Linked DNA regions of Pan troglodytes: all the other regions are linked to region 3. A link is a contact called in public HiChIP or PLAC-seq data. All regions are on one chromosome and are shown on one strand. Each heading gives the region's core, a stretch centred on a gene start, on an enhancer-like site or on the middle of the called end of the contact. The rest is flanking DNA. Distances are from core to core; before and after follow the strand shown.

Region 1 (2,700 bases), core at 182-2,681, 210 kb after region 3:
CGATGCACAATTTTTATCAAGCAAGGAACAAACCAATAAAGCCAAGTTGAACACACTGGCAAACGTCGGCAGGAATGGTCAACCTACACATCTTAATCGTAACACTCTGCAAACCTTGGGACCGCTGCCTCATTTCAAGAAAACAGGAAACACAGGTGGAGTGTTGCTGGCTCTGCCACTGACGCAGTTCAGGTGAGAGAATGAACTCTGAAGCACCCTCCCCGTCCACAGGCAGCAGGACACCACGCTGCGCACCGGTTTTTCTTGCTAAATAGGGAGTGGGGAACTCCGAATATTCTTGCTGGAAAGGTTAAAAACGCTTTTCTTAAAGCAGCCTTGAGCTATTTATAAGTTGCACATCCCATCAACACCACACGAAGTACTGAAATACGATGCCGGCTGCCTGCTGGAAGCTACCGGACGGGGAAGGGGCGAAGGCGCCAGGCCGGACCGCGCCGGGGACCCCCGCCCGGGCCCCGACGTCACAGGCCGCCCCGCGGTCGCCCAGGCCTCCGGCATCACAGAGGCCCCCAGCCCCGGGACCGGGCGCCCTCCTCCTCCCCACCGCGCTCTCGGGTGGCTCCGACCTCAATCTTGCAGAGGCTGGGCTGGAGGATGAAGGTCCCCGCCAGGTCTGGATGTGGGAGCCCCGGGGTAGCGACCTCAGCCGTTCGCCCCCACACGCCACCCAGACAACCTCCCTCAACTTCGTCCAACTTGCCGTAGAGCCTCAGTGCCAGGGTTTGAGGGCCCTACCCCACCCCAAGCCAGCGTTTCCCCCGGAGCCCCGCACGAGGCTGGCGAGAGCTGGAAGGGGTGTGACCCCTGCCCCTCTCCTCCTACCTTCGGCGGCCACCAGGACCCTCAACTCTCCCTGCTGTTCCCGGGCCCCTCCTCCTGAAACCGGCCCCCGGGACCCCAGTCTCACAGCGGGCCGAGCCGTGGTCCGCTACCCCCGCTGTCCCCGCGTACCCGGCGCCTGCAGGCCGCCCCCGGGGCTATCGGGCCGCTGAGCGACGGGCGCCGGGAGGCTCTTGCGCTCCTTCTGCGACTCCCTCCGGCCGCCCGCGCCGGCTCTGTGGCCCGAGGCCCCGGCTGGGCTCCTGCCGCCGCGGGGACCGGCCCCGGCCGCCGCCGCCGCCTCGTCGCGCCTCTTGCGCTGCAGCTGCTGCTGGCGCCGGCGCTCGGCCTCGCGCAGGATGTCGAACGGGTCCGACTCGTCGTCCAGCAGCTGATGGAAGCGGTTGGCCACCACGCAGCCGAAACTCTCCTGCATCGCGGCGCCGGCGGCAGCCACGGGACTCCCCAGAGCGCCCTTCATGCCGCCGCGACCACTGCGGGCCCGGGAGCGCAGCCCACGCGAGCGCGTCTCAGCGAAGCCGGCGGCCAGGACCCATGCCGCCCGCTCCGCCGCCACCGCCCTCCGGGCCCTACCCTGTCCGGCCCCTACCGGCGCCCGCCCCCGCGGCGCCGCCGCCGTCCGCCCCGCCGCGCCAGACAGCCAATCAGCGCGCGCAGGTACGCCCCCTTTCCGAGACGGCGCTCCTGGAGACCCAATCACCGACCGGCTGCTGTCACGTCACGCGACCTCTGGGCCCCGCCCCGTTCGCTCAGCAGGGAGGGGCGGGGCCCAGGGGCGGAGCTACTGGCTGGTCCAGGCGGCGCGGACGAGGCGGTGGGGTCTCGGCTGTGTGTGCTTTCTCCCGGGACTGCGACCGTATTTGCTATGGGCCACTCTGCTTTGAAGCTTATGTATACATTTAGCCGTGCAACAGCTACATATTGCGCACTTACCGTGTGCCAGGCATTATGTTGTAGGAAATACTAGCTCCGTGTTGTCACAGATCTGAGTCTGTAGATGGAGAAAAAGTGCCCTGAAGGACAGGCGCAGAGCTCTCTACGGGCTGCAGCAAAGGGATCTGACCTAATTGGGAAGTGACAGTTAAGCCGAGGGAGAGGGGTGACAAGGGGTTGGAGGAGGAACAGCAAGTGCAGCAGTCTTGAGGTGGGATGTGCACAGCCTATTCAAGCTCAAAGTGGTCTCTATTCTAAGAGCAGTGGGAAGCAAGTTTTGAGCATGAGCAGATTTGGGTTTGAAAAGGCCACCCTACCTGCACTGTGAACTAATAGTTTGGAGGGAAATACAAATGGATGCTGGGAAGCCAAACATGATTGTTGCAAAGCTCCAGGGAAGAGTTGATAGTGACTGGGATTAGGATGGTGGCGGTGGAGGTGAAGAGAGTAGATGGATTCAAAGACTTGGTGATGCGCTAGAGGTGGTGATGAGGCAGAAGAAGATATGGTGACTCTTATTTTCCTGGCTCCAGCATCTGAATGATAGTATTAGTTACCACTGGAAGACACTACTTTAACGAGAATCATGAATTCAGTCTGGGACACGTTGAGGTTTGGATATTTGTTTTCTTTTGAGATATTCAGTTGAGGCCTGGAGCTTAGAGAACGCTGGACTGGACTTCCTCCAGGAAATCTTTGCATAGGCAGCGGTGGAGACACGCTTGGCTGCCTATCCTACAGCCGTTCTTTCCCTCTTACATTTTTCCAGAGCCTGTATTTTGTTCAGGCATCATATTCCCCAGGGGAAGTGGGCCCCTTCCAGCCTCAAACTTGATTAATCATACATTATTCATTGCACCTGATTCCAATTCCTTGCCAGTAATTGGCTTAGGAATAGGCTGTGGG
Region 2 (2,700 bases), core at 27-2,526, 240 kb after region 3:
ATTTCTTAAAAGGATACTTTCACTTGGTTCAAAGTTCAAAAGATACAGTTATATATTGTATTTCTTGAAATCTTTTCACTTCTGTTCCCAGCCACACAATTTCCCTCCATGATCCATGTTTCTTTTGCATCTTGCCAGATATTTTATGTACGTCTAAAAGTAAAAACGTATTTTCCCCACTTTAACAATTTTACATAAAATCACACTATTGCTTGTTTTGCCTTTTAAAATAAAAATACATTTTTGAAATTGTTCATATCAGTACACAGAGTTTCCTTTATTTGTTTTTAAACAATTGTGGCTTAATTTAGTCATAGCTGTGCATTTGTGTGTCTTTCACAGAGAGAAAAGCTATTCAGCTTAGTTATCTGTTATTATGCAGTCGTGTTCTAACTTAATTACCAATCCTAACCCTTAACCAATGGATATTCATTCATCCATTCAGCAAATATTTATTGAGCCCCTACCGCGAATCAGGCGGTGCCTGGGAATCTGTATTCCCAAGAACAAAACGCAGCTCCCCAGGCCACATCTAGCGGGTAGGAAGCCGGGCACCCCCTCCGCCCGGTCCTTCCTCTGCGGCCTGCGAGCCCCACCCGGGCCGCGGTCGGCGCCAGCCAGGCGGGGCTGGGGCGGGGCGGGCAGAGGACGTTGGGGCTCCGCGCGTCCCGGCGCGAGTACTAGGACGCGGCCGGGGCAGGTCGGGCCGAGCAAAGTAGGGCGCTGCCCCGACTCCCGGAGCAGCCGCTCGGTAGAGCGGGGTCGCCGGGGTGGGGAGATCCCCGAGGCAACTTCGGGGCATCAGTCCAGGGTGAGAGTGTCTACTCTCGCCCGGCTCTTGTGGCCTCCGCGCCGCGAGCGGCCCGCAGGGACTTCGGAGGCCACTTCCTGAACTCTCCCCTTTCCACAGATGGGGAACCGGAGGCCCACAATCGGCCCGGGGGAGTCAGGGCGGTGCTGACAGGGCTGGTTCACAGAGCGTGCAACAGCTGAGCAGACGGAACTCGATTAAGAAACCAGGCACGCCGGGTGCCCATCAGGACCTCGGGCAGCAGAGACTCCAGCCGCCGGGCGGGTGGTGGGACCGAGGGCGGGGCGGGCGGCGGGGCCCCAGCCCTTTAAACTCCCTGCGCGCGGGAACCGCGGCCCAACAACCAACGGCGGGCGGGGCCGAGCGGGGCGCGCGCCTCCACCGCCCAACGATCACCCCCCCCGACCCCGCCCCGCCGCTGTCCAATCAGCCGCCCTCTTGCCGCCCTCCCCGCCGCCCGTCTCCCTGGCCCGGACTAACCACGCGGAGGGACGGCGGGGCGGGGCGGCAGGCGGGTGTGTCCGGGCGAGTGCAGACGCCGCGCGCTCCACTGGAGTTTCGAACGCTGTTGGCCCTCCAGACAGAAAAAAATATAAGAGCGGCGGCCAATGGCGAGGTGGGAAGGACCCGCGCGCAGACCCGGCCCCGCCCCGGCCGGCTGGAAAGAAGGCCAGGCCTGGCCATTGGCTCGCGCCGCCTGTCACTCGCCGGTGCGGCCAGCGGGCAGCGGCCTCGCGGTGACTGGTTCCGCCCAGGCGCGAAATGTAACGCGGGAAAAGCCGGGGCAGGCACCGCGGCGGCAGGTTGTTATTTTTGGGGGCTCAGCGCCGCGCGTCCTGCTTTCCTGTCACCGCAAGGGCCGGGCCGCCCGCTGCTTCCCACCCCTGCAGCCTGCGCTGCGGAGTACAAAGAGCGGAGGGCGCGCTTGACCTGGGGCTGGGGTCCAGCCCTGCCCGCCGGTGCCGTCTGCTCAACTAGTTAGGTGGCTGCTGCGCAGGATTCCGGGAAACGTCAGTCTGCCATGAGCCGGCAGGACTGAGCCTGCGACTCGGAGCAGAGCGAGCGAGGGGCAGAGCGGTGCTCAGGAGTGCGGCCCGGGGCCGCCGGAGCTGCGGGTCGGGCCGGGCGATGATCCGGGGCGTCGAGGCGCCCATGGCGGAGAACCCGCCGCCGCCGCCGCCCGTCATCTTCTGCCACGACTCTCCGAAGCGGGTGCTGGTGTCGGTCATCAGGACGACCCCGATCAAGCCAACGTGCGGCGGTGGAGGGGAGCCGGAGCCGCCGCCGCCGCTCATCCCCACCAGCCCCGGCTTCAGCGACTTCATGGTGTACCCGTGGCGCTGGGGCGAGAACGCACACAACGTGACGCTCAGCCCTGGGGCCGCGGGGGCCGCCGCCTCGGCCGCCCTGCCTGCAGCCGCAGCCGCCGAGCACTCGGGGCTTCGTGGCCGGGGCGCGCCCCCGCCCGCCGCCTCGGCCTCCGCCGCCGCCTCGGGAGGTGAGGACGAGGAGGAAGCGAGCAGCCCAGACAGCGGCCACCTCAAGGTGAGCGGGGCGGGCGGGCGGGACGCGGGGCAGCCGGGGCCCGTTAACGGCGCGGCGGGCGGGGCGGAGTTGAAAACGCGAGGTCGATCCGGCCACGGCGGGGGCTGCGGCTGACAGGATGCAGACGTCACTGCCGCGCGCCAAAAACCGGCCCCAGTCGAGGGGGGGGGCTGTCACGTGACAGGCGGGAGCGGCGCGGGAGACCGTCCTTGCGGCAGGTGCAGTGGGCGGGAGCGCGGCCCGGGGTCGCTGGGGAGGCCGGGTCAACGGCCACTGACATCCTCCCGGCGGGCTGCCGAGTCCTCAGTTCCGAGAGGAAACGAGAGGGATGAGGGCCTTGAGTT
Region 3 (2,700 bases), core at 18-2,517:
CAGGCCCAGTGGCTCATGCCTGTAACCCCAGGACTTTGGGAGACCAAGGCAAGAGGATTGCTTGAGCCCAGGAGTTCAAAACCAGCCTGGGCAACATAGGGAGACCCTTGTCTCTACAAAAACAAATCTAAAAAAAAATTTGCCAGGCATGGTGGTGCATGCCTGTGATCACAGCTACTTGGGAGGCTGAGGCAGGAGGACTGCTTGAGCTCAGGAGGTGGAGGCTGCAGTGAGCCATGATCGTGCCAATGCATTCCAGCCTGGGCGACACAGCGACACCCTGTCTCAGAAAGAAACTATCTTGACTTAGAAACAGATCTATGCTTAAAATTTTCTAAATACTCTGCAGAGCTTCTCAAACAGAGCACTTAATGTGTGCTCAATAAAGTATAAAATCTTCACACAGGTGAAAGCCAGAGGATGCAGCATCCCCCTTTCCTGCACTTTGTGGCAGAGTCACATCAGTCACATAGACCTGCCTAGCACTCCGCCCCAGAAATATTCTTCAGCTCAACAAAGGCCATAGATAAAGGATGTACTTTCTGAACCCCAAATCCATACACAAGAGTGAGTAAACTTATGAAGACAAAGAGCCTGAATGTTATCTGGTCCTGCTCTGGAAATCTTGGACACACAGTTAGCACCCATGAGAAACCCCAGAGAAAGATGAACCTCTAAATCCAGGGCCAGTTTGGTCTCACAAAGGCTGAGATCCCCAGATTTCCCTATGTCTGCCTACCCACCCCAGGAGAAACTGAATTGGAAGTGTGGGATTTCTACAAAACAGCTGCTAAGTCATCTAACTTCATCATCCTCATCCCACCCAGCTCACCTTTTATTTCTTTATTTTTTTAAAAAACGGAGATGGCGTTGCCCTCTGTTACCTACCCAGGCTGGTCTCGAACTCCTGGCCTCAAGTAATCTTCCCGCCTCGGTCTCCCAAGTCGCTAGGATTACAGGCCCGGCCTGTGTGTTTACAAAACGTGGGCCCGGCCCTAGCCCACCTTTTACACATACACCCATTAGTTCTCGAATAGGTGAGAACATCCGCTCAGGTGGCCATGGAGGGCGCGGGCGGCTTTCTTCCTCAATAATGCTTGCTCGCCGTGGACGGACCTTACTTTCTCTCTCTGTCCCCTACCCTGAGAGCTGAGTCAGAACCGCCCGTGGGCTTCACTCCGACAGCTCCCAGGCCCGCGCCGCGCCGCGGAAACCGTGACTTGCCAGGCCCCACCTCTGCACGCCCCGCCCCGCCCACCGCGCCCAGCCTCTGCGCGCCCCGCCCCGGTCCGCGCTGGCAGAGCGGACCCAGGCCCTCGGCCGCCCCGCGTCATGGCCGCGCCCGCCCCGGTCACGCGGCAGGTTAGCGGCGCCGCCGCCCTGGTCCCGGCCCCGAGCGGCCCCGACAGCGGGCAGCCCCTGGCGGCCGCCGTGGCCGAGCTGCCGGTGCTGGACGCCCGCGGGCAGCGGGTACCGTTCGGCGCGCTGTTCCGGGAGCGCCGCGCCGTGGTGGTGTTCGTGCGGGTGAGCGGGCGGCGGGGCTGGAAGGGAAGCGCGGCCCAGAGTCCCGGGCAGGCTACCGGGATGCGAGCCGCGCCTCCTGCTTCTTAGGACGGAAACGGGAAGGCAGCCTGCCCAGTCGCGGCCGCTTCCCAACTAGGGCGGGGCAGGGAGAGGGCGAGGGCGAGGCCCGCTTCCCACGCGCCGGGCGCCCGAGCCGCCGGTCCCGGCCCCGCGGGCGTCGCCTTTGCTCGCGTCACGCACGGCGAAGTACAGGGATCCTTCGGGGCCCGAGGGTGCTGCTTTACTAACTTGCCCTCTCTGCCGTTTTGGCTTTCAGCATTTCCTGTGTTACATCTGCAAGGAATACGTAGAGGATCTGGCCAAAATCCCCAAGAGTTTCTTACAAGTGAGTTTCCCAGCGTGGGCGGCCCAGTGCCCGCTTCTGCCGACCTTGCGAGCGGGGCGGGGGAGGACGCGGCTCCAGCGCGGAACTTGCAGCCTGGATTGCCCCTCCCCGCAGCTCTCTCCACCCTCGCCCCTCCAAAAGGAGTGAGACGTCAGAGATCTATTTCTGCCCTAACTCATTGGGTGCTGCCTGGTGGTAAACGTACTAACAATTGTGGTGTTGCCTGGTAACCTAGTGCCTGTTCTCAAAAGTTGACTGATAATGCCCTAAAACAAATGCTGGAAATGGTTATTTTCTTCCCTTTATTTTTTGTTACACTCCAAATAGCTGCTCATTATGGGAAAATACTAATATATCGTAAAGGTGCAAATGTTTATGTTAATAGGCTGCAAGTTCCATGTCCCTAGGACAACCACATACTTATTTTTCTTGAGGCACAGATAGGTTTGTGCCCAAGTGAGCTTTTTGAGGAAAGGCATTGAGCAGCCTTTATAAAACAGATGTTCTTTCAGCAGACCTTATCAATCAGGATGTGAAAAAATAACATTGATTAAATAACTGTGCGGCCGGGCGCGGTGGCTCACGCCTGTAATCCCAGCACTTTGGGAGGCCGAGGCGGGCGGATCACGAGGTCAGGAGATCGAGACCATCCTGGCTAACACGGTGAAACCCTGACTCTACTAAAAATACCAAAAATTACCCGGGCTTGGTGGCGGGCGCCTGTAGGCCCAGCTACTCAGGAGGCTGAGGCAGGAGAATGGCGTGAACCCGGGAGGCGGAGGTTGCAGTGA

Evidence for each region. HiChIP or PLAC-seq counts read pairs in DNA pulled down with a chosen protein or histone mark.
Region 1: an H3K4me3 HiChIP or PLAC-seq map of stem cell-derived excitatory neurons shows a contact between it and region 3, with 2.4 times the contacts expected there. The contact joins the promoter of HABP4 here to the promoter of PRXL2C in region 3. A contact is called at or near these places in 1 of 7 Hi-C or Micro-C datasets (stem cell-derived neural progenitor cells) and 1 of 1 datasets of contacts at active chromatin or transcription factors (stem cell-derived excitatory neurons).
Region 2: a contact with region 3 is called in an H3K4me3 HiChIP or PLAC-seq map of stem cell-derived excitatory neurons, with 7 times the contacts expected there. The contact joins the promoter of ZNF367 here to the promoter of PRXL2C in region 3. A contact is called at or near these places in 1 of 7 Hi-C or Micro-C datasets (stem cell-derived neural progenitor cells) and 1 of 1 datasets of contacts at active chromatin or transcription factors (stem cell-derived excitatory neurons).

Annotation. Positions count from the first base shown.
Region 1 is chr11:42,054,028-42,056,727 of NHGRI_mPanTro3-v2.0_pri, forward strand. It overlaps HABP4 (hyaluronan binding protein 4), which reads right to left and starts at 1,432. Exons shown (of 8, transcript XM_003312189.5): 1 at 973-1,432. The coding sequence starts at 1,321.
Region 2 is chr11:42,085,607-42,088,306 of NHGRI_mPanTro3-v2.0_pri, forward strand. ZNF367 (zinc finger protein 367) reads left to right here and starts at 1,277. Exons shown (of 5, transcript XM_528719.7): 1 at 1,277-2,356. The coding sequence starts at 1,940.
Region 3 is chr11:41,848,747-41,851,446 of NHGRI_mPanTro3-v2.0_pri, forward strand. It overlaps PRXL2C (peroxiredoxin like 2C), which reads left to right and starts at 1,268. Exons shown (of 6, transcript XM_520707.8): 1 at 1,268-1,524; 2 at 1,841-1,909. The coding sequence starts at 1,333.